2 separate regions of the Rattus norvegicus genome follow, and region 2 is linked to region 1. The links are chromatin contacts, called in public Hi-C maps. All regions are on one chromosome and are shown on one strand. The core of a region is the stretch at or near the end of the contact, and the rest is flanking DNA. Distances in the headings are between cores, read along the strand shown. Region 1 overlaps Myt1l (myelin transcription factor 1-like). Region 2 holds the start of Sntg2 (syntrophin, gamma 2).

Region 1 (3,740 bases), core at 631-3,130:
GGTCACTCCGGATATCCTTACAACAACACATAGTGTTAGATTAAACAATAAACAGTTGGAAATTGCAGCCGTTCCACACTGACACATAGAACTGTCTATCACAAACAAAATCCAGGAAGAAGGAAAAGGGGAGAAAACAGAGGAGGGTAGAGGAGGGGAGGGGAGGGGAGAGGACTCAGAAACAGCCTGGGAAGTTAGAAACAGTGGTGTGTCTGCTTCTCAAGCCTCTGGGTGGCATTCTCTTTGAACCACCCAGCCCTGTCGTCTCCCCAGATCCCAACCCACTCCCCAGCACCAGCAGCCACTCCTCTCTAGGCTTCTCCCATGGCCCCTTCCAGGTGCTCTCCATGACAGTGGCAGCAATACAAGCTTCAGGACACTGCTCTTAAATCCAGTGCCCTCAGCGGATAAGTCAGGTCTCCAGCCATCAGCCTCTGCCTATCTCTGCAGCTACATCTGTCACTCTTAACACTGGCCATCCCCAAACCCAAGGCTACCAAGCTCTACCTCATCCATACCTGCTTACTCAGCAACTAAATGCTCAAAGGGAAATACCTGCCAGATTTCCCACCTCTGTTTGGACAAAGGTGTCAGAGCCCAAGTTAGGAAGGCAGTGGTCAGCCCAGTCTGGACTCCAGATCCTCTAGGAGCCCTGCGAAAATATTCTGTCACTCAGGGAAAGTGTGGACAACCACAGAGGACAGCATCCTGTCAACCACGACTGCTGCTCTCTGCAGGGCCTCCTTTGAGTGCTGCTCCACTGGGAACTGCTACTGTCGAGTGAAATAGATGGGGATATGAAATTCAGTGACCGTACAAGGGCTTCTTTTTTCTTAAGACTGGGCCTCTCTGTAGCCCAGGCCGATCTTGAGTTGGATGGAGATCTGCCTGTCTCATATGAGACTGTACCCAACTCCTAGCAAGGTTCTGGATACTCTGTAGTGTTTCTGGGGTCACCGCTGCTCAGTCACCCCCAATGACCCATTAGGTGAGCACCAGTCTCTCTAGTGTCCCCAAGTTTTGGGAAGACTGTTTCTTTATGGGACTGAGGAGGCTGGCAGGGTTTCCATGACCGAATAGGCTAAGCCACTTAGGTAGCTAGAACTTACGTCTGGGTGGCTGGTCACACAGCAAATTCCAAGTCCATAATATACAATGGTAAAGGCTCCTGGAAGAGAAATATCTCACACAGGCGATCGATGCTGCCTGTGTGAGAGATGCCCCCGCCCCCATCTCTGGAAGCCTCTAGAAGTTTGAATCTAGGAAAACCTGGTTTTGCTGAGCAGAGCCCCCAGTTGACCCTCACTGCGTGCTTCCCTGGGCTTTCTTCCAGATCACATTTTTGTTCCTTATCATCATGCCCTGCCCACTTTCACCACACATCCTTGGAAGTTTAGCTCCATGCAACTGAAGGTTCTCTAGGAAACTAATGTCCTGATAAAGACTAGAGACCCTCCCTCCTCCTTGTGCAGCCACTGAAATCCTTGCTGGGTCCTTAAATGATGTCTGGTGCCCGATGTCTGGGACCCCAGGCGAGGAAGAATGGGGGAAATGGGCGTGAACTATGGGTTCCCCAGAATTTCTCAGCTCTGAAACTTCAAATCAAAGCTCAGAAGCCTCCTGTCTTTATTAGAAAGAGCTTCCACAACAGTCTGAGTTCCTTTGCTTGGAACTCACCTTCTGAGGAAGGGAGGCTGGCTGTGTGCTCCTTCCCTGAAGCCAGTGGGTGTCTTATGTCTCTCAGACCCACTGCCAGGCAAAGAGGAGACTGCGTGAGTAACCAGCAGATGGCAGTATGTCTGCAAGGAACCGGACACTACCCAGAGGTCTAGGCTCAACTCCAAGTCTGACCCAAGAGGAGATGCACTCATGGGATTGGAATGGCAGGAACTGAATGGGATATTTGAGCAGGATGACGCATTCCTTAGGTCTGCTGCTTCCTGGTACAGTTTCCCAAACTCCCGCCCAGGCCTCACCTCCGTGTGTAACACTGTTATTTACCCTTTCTATCAGGTAGCTGTATCCACTGACGACAGAGAAGCAACATAAAATTGCTATTTCTAGGACTTCTGTTCAGATCAATGTGAGATGGCTTTTTTTGTCTTTTACTTCCCCTTACAAATGTAAAAAGGAAGGTTTCTGTTTTTAATCCTGGGCAGTGAATACCTGAGAGCTAAACTGAAGCAGTGTGGCCCAGAATGCATCTGGCTTTCTCCTGAGAACTGCAAAGAAAGAGGCACTGCCTGGAGTTAGGAAGTCTGGGACTCTACTTCAGGAGTCCTTGAAGCAGCTGCTAATAGTGCAGAGCCACCAGGCAGCACTTAATATCTGTTGTGGTAAAGCAATATAGATCAGTCCAAAGAACTCACTAGAAGCTATGCTTCTCATTGTAGAGAAAACAGAAGAAACTAGAGACATTCTCATGAGTGGAACCCAAATCAGGTTCCATGAAAACAATATCTTGAGTGGGAAATGCCCTCTGGTGTCAGTGTTTCCCATCATTGATTACATGCAATCTTACCAAAGTCAGCCAAAGCAACTCCTGAAATTCCCGGTGTGCTGTGCTCCTGGTCCAGAAAGAGGCTGAGATGCCCAGGTGTGATGTCTGGGGATGTGATCCCTGCGCTGCCATATTCTTGAGTTAGGAGAAGCAACTGAGCCGGGTGGAGACTGAGCCAGAGGCTTCCTAAAGCACATGCTTCTATTTAATAGATAATTAGGTGGGGAAAGTTGGGTGGTCAGTGCACAGTGCTGGAGCAGAAATATAAGACCGAAGAGCATCATGGGTAAATGTAGAAATGCAGAGAGGAGTTACCAGTGTGCAGACCTTAAGCTGACAACAGAGACATTTAAGAAGTACTGGCCTTGAGCTGAAGAAATGATCTGGAGTCCCAGGCCATTGCACAGAGTGTGTGTGGTTGTTGGATTCAGCCCAAGTAAAGGCCCTACAGTTCCATTTAGGGATGCAAACACATGGGTCCCAGGGATGGTAACTGTGAAAAACAATATGTGACAGGATTCTTCCTGAGGCAGCAGCCTGGATCCAAAGTAAAGAAGGGAGGAAGGCCTCTGGAACCCAGTACTCCACATTCTGATGCTCTCTGTCCAACTTTCTGGCCTCTGAAAAATCTGCTGCCAGAATGGCTAGGGAGGAGATAGTAATGGCCGTAATGTGGGAGATGCATGCTCTGTGGGCCTGGGCCAGGCCTTAGGCTGGAGCAAAGTGCTATTCTGAGAAGCATAGTCCTGATAATGTTTGCAGGAGGCTCAACCAGTAACTCATGCCCACAATCATACCCAACTTGCCCTGGAAATGGGGATGGGTCCAGGTATAGCCTCTTTGGATAGCATTGGCCCGGAAACTCTCATTTCAGGCACCTGACTAGCACAGACACTGCAGCAATGTGCAGAAGTTACTACCGTCATTAAACATTATACCCAATCCTAACATGATCTTAAGTCTCCTTTCACGAGTAAGCCTAAAGCTATACAACGCATGTTCCTTGATGGATCCTAGCCAACAGCTAACAGAGATCCTACAGACTCTACTGTAGCAGAGGACTCTTATCCCTGGGATGCATATTACATTGGCACACCCCAAGCATTATATGTGTGTTGTGGGCAAAGCTGTAAACAACACCCCACCCCAGCTAATGTGGTCATGTCTGAGCTCAGCACTTATGACTATATACAGAAATGATGCTGATAATGTAAATGCAGACAAGAAGCTACTACAGGCT
Region 2 (3,841 bases), core at 1,086-3,585, 450 kb after region 1:
TGCCATTACTAAATGTGCCTTCAGAGATCTCTGCACCTTCCCATGGCAGGGCAGGGTGGATCACCCCGTGAGTCTGCAGCTTCCCAGGTCATACTGTTGTGTGTTGAAGGGTGACCCCCTGAAAACAGAAAAATACTCAAGAAACACAAGTCCTGCTGAGAACTGCAGGCTCTTGGTCCACGGAATGGTTGATCTCAGAACAGAACTTTAGGAAATGACCTAACTCAGAAAATGTGTGTGAGACACCAAATCTGCCCCAATTGCTATGATTCAAACGAGCAGCCATTCTGAAGAATACATTATACTTTTGACTTCAGACAGAAAAATTAAAAGTAGGACTACAATAGATCCAGTGCCATCTACGTTTATAATTAATTTTCTAAGTAGATGCTCAAAATTCTGTCAACTGAAAAGATTGCATAGCTAGGCATTGAAGTTCAATTCAGTACAGTAATTGTTAAGGAACTGTGGAATTCTTCAAAGATGTCTATGCTCCAGGGATTTGCTAGGTGCCATCCATCAGAGGTTCGAGTACTGCAGCATGAAGTACAGTTAACACAATCCTGGGAGACTGAACTCTCCCAGGATATAAATATCAATCTTAGCAGATTTACTTTGAATACAACCTCAAACCTCACATATTGGGGTTTTGCACTGCATTACTGCAAACCACAGGTATGTTCTGCGTGATGACTTAAGTGTGTGGCCTTAACGGTGGCAAAAGTTCCCTTCGAGTACAGTTCTGATGGGCCATTTCACGTCATTAGGGCTCCTGTTACACATAGGATGCTGAACAGGTCTTGGGCTGTCTAGCAACCTAGTGATTGACATGGAGTTCAGCAAGATTTTTGAAGGCTTCCATGAAATGCATGCACTTAAAACAGAAGTCTGCCACTTCTGTTTCACTAAATCACTTCCACTCTTCCTCTAATGATAACAATTACTAACAGGACTTGTTGCAAGACTATTTCCCAAAATGCACTGTGGGAGGACATTCTATTGAAGTCTCGAGAATAGTACGTCAGAAAGCCAATGACAACTTGCTTCCTTCTATTTCCAGGTAATCTTAAGTGTATTTTCTAAGGTATGAGTCCCATCTGCTGTACTTGGGTAACTAACTACTCACATTACAAAGATTTTAAACAAAAAAGTAAAATAAAACAAACAAACAAAAAACAAAAATCCTACCATGTTCCACCCAAAATGTTGAAGATGTCGCAGGATTCCCTAGGATGGTTCAACTCGCAAAGCAGATACACTGGTCTCAACCCAGTAAACATAGCACTGTGCACTAGCTATTTCTGAAGCATTGTGACTGGACAGTTAGCAGCCACTCCAGCCTACAGTCTTAGAGACCTTTGTTACCCTAAAAGGACCTTATTCTCCAGTAGTGCTGAAGGTTGGGCGTTTGAGCATAGTTAAAGAGGAGGTGTGACTGCACCCCAGGACACACTACAGCTTCCTAAGGCCACGATAAACAGCTGCCGTCTTGCACCCTTTCCAGAACACTTGGTTGTGCTGTGTGGGTGGCAACTTGAAGGTTTCCAAGAACTTTCCGTTTTTGTTTAAACCAACATTTCAGGGTTTTGTCAATCAATAGTTTCGTTTTTTAAAAATAGGGGGGTGGGTGGGTAGGACCTAGAATAGACTTTTAAAAACATGTTGCAAAGTTGGCCCATCAGCATCGTCTTGGTTTCTGGAGATACTGAGCTGGTGGCTCAAGCGATAAGCAGAGACAGTTGGCATCACACCTCATCAAGGGGACAACGAGAACCCCTGCAGAGTGCCTGAGTTGCTGCAAAAGCCCCTGCCTGGGACCAGAGAGACCACTCCTTGGAAGAAATGCTGGGCAGAGCCCAAACCCCATGGTCTGGAAGACCTTAGCTACCACGCAGTAAAAGAAAGCACCTGTGCCCCATGACCCAGATGTTAAAGATAAGAAAATAAAAACCTGCACGCTGGTAACTGTGATGCAAGGAAGACAAGATTGCGGTACCCAGGGGCTCCTGGTATCCACTATGTCCAGGGCCCAGAGCCAACCCCCGCCCACAAGAGCCACCCGGAAAGGGGGACACAAGGACTCACAGAAAGGAGGAGGCGCTGGGAAAGGAGGGGAGGCAGGGAGACTGAAGGGACTCAGAGGGCCTCCAGGGGACCCCACTCACCCGCGCGGGCACCAGTAGGTGACTAGGACGCCCGCGGGGGGCGGCCAGGGACTGCGATCCCTCGGCGCTCATCGCCGCCCACGCGGCTAGGCGTGCGCTTCGGGCTCCGGAGCTCCTAAGTCCAGCGCCTGCACGGCGCCCGCGCCCCTCTGTGGACAGGCTGGGGCGGACAGAGCCAGCAGCCACTGCGCTAGCAAGCAGGGCAGGCTCGGAACCCCGCCCACCTCCCAGCAGCCCGGCCCCTACTACTCTGTTCACCGCCCACCAAGTCCCGCCCGTTACCATCAAGCCCCGCCTTATGCCCGGTAACCCCGCCCACCAGCTCTGCCCTTCCACCTCCAGTCAGTGATGATGGTTGTACTGGTTTGTGAGAACTGTAAAGCCAGCTCCCACCTCCGTGCGGGGACCATCACTTCCCCCAGCTTGGCCAGCAAAGTACAGAGCTGAAACAGGCTCAGATGCGCGCCTCCCTTAGGGTTGGAAGGCTAACCGGGCACCTGGGCCATTGGGGACCAATAAGCTATTCCCAGTGGATTCTGGTGGTATCATCACTAGTACTTACAGATGCTTCCTGGTCACTTCTGCTGGCAAAGCTTGTTAGATTCTGAGTGTGGTGGTGCTTTATCCTGACAGCAGCCTTGGGTCCTTTTTCCGGATTTCCACACCATAACCTAGCCTGGCTACCCTAAGGATCTACTTTCTGGGGAAAAAAAGAAAGCATTAGTGGTCTCCATTCCTGTATGCCTGTCTTTTCCTCTCGTGGCATCTACTTAAGCTACAAGCTCCACTCTGAGGGCAGTCTAGGTTCTGTGCCCCCAATTTTACTCTGTCTCCCACACTTTCCAAAGAGGCTCCAACGTAGTCACCAGTCTAAGTTGAAAGTGTCTTTTATTAGATCAGATTTGTGTCAAAAGAAATATCTTAAAAGTGATATTGGGACCCCTAGCTACTATCACTTACAGGCATGGATGCACCAGTGGACAGCATCCTGAGATGCTTATCTTGACTTTACTGCTGCACTGTCAGGAAAAACTGGCAGTCTAAGGTGGGGTTTTCATGGTCATGGCTCACGATGGACAGACAAATGTGGAGCAAACCATTCGCAGCTGAAACCTGAGTGGCCCTGGGTTTGTGACCCAGCGGTACAGGAGCAAGGCTTTCCAGGTTCCCAAGTCTTATTCACCCTCTGCCTACAATTCCACAGCTTTGGTTCATGAAGTTGCATTCTGAAAAGTACATGAGTTCAATCTCTGAGAAATCAGAGGTCTGAAGATAGACCTCTACCTAAATTACAAAGGGAAGATTCATCCTGTAGTCTGAAGGAGAGGTAAGCATGTACCTATTCATCCTGTTAGAGTTGGTAGACTGGATACAAGTTCAAATTTTGCAGGTAAAAACAAACAAAACAAAACAAACAAAGAAAACAAAAACATGGGCATCTTCTGCTGAAAGCTAAGCTAATTATTAATTTGGTAAATACTGTGTCTTTCTTGGTGCTCACTGAAACCCTTTCTGTGTTCACTCCATGGTCCTTGATTCAGGATACTTGACACACACTGGGGCTGCTGTGGGAAGCTATACAACTCAGGCTTGAATAGTTTCTCAGATTTTGTGCATTAGGAGCTAGGGTTGCTCGTAAGAGTTTTGCTACTTCATTTCCAAAACAGTGGGGCCCC

What was found. Hi-C and Micro-C count contacts between places; a contact is called where the count stands out from the background.
Region 2: a contact with region 1 is called in a Hi-C map of the A7r5 cell line, with 8 times the contacts expected there. The contact joins the promoter of Sntg2 here to the enhancer-like site in region 1. A contact is called at or near these places in 4 of 12 Hi-C or Micro-C datasets (the A7r5 cell line, the Rat2 cell line, Schwann cells and 1 more).

Annotation. Positions count from the first base shown.
Region 1 is chr6:52,274,606-52,278,345 of GRCr8, forward strand. All of the region lies in intron 21 of Myt1l (myelin transcription factor 1-like), which reads left to right. Among named protein-coding and RNA genes, the nearest start is that of Pxdn, 32 kb to the right of the region's middle. Within about 2 kb of position 1,881, at least 20 of the 93 cell types and tissues checked have an H3K27ac peak or open chromatin away from gene starts, as enhancers often do. A contact at or near this core is called in the A7r5 cell line, where this site is marked.
Region 2 is chr6:52,728,637-52,732,477 of GRCr8, forward strand. Sntg2 (syntrophin, gamma 2) reads right to left here and starts at 2,336. Exons shown (of 17, transcript NM_001414914.1): 1 at 2,166-2,336. The coding sequence starts at 2,237.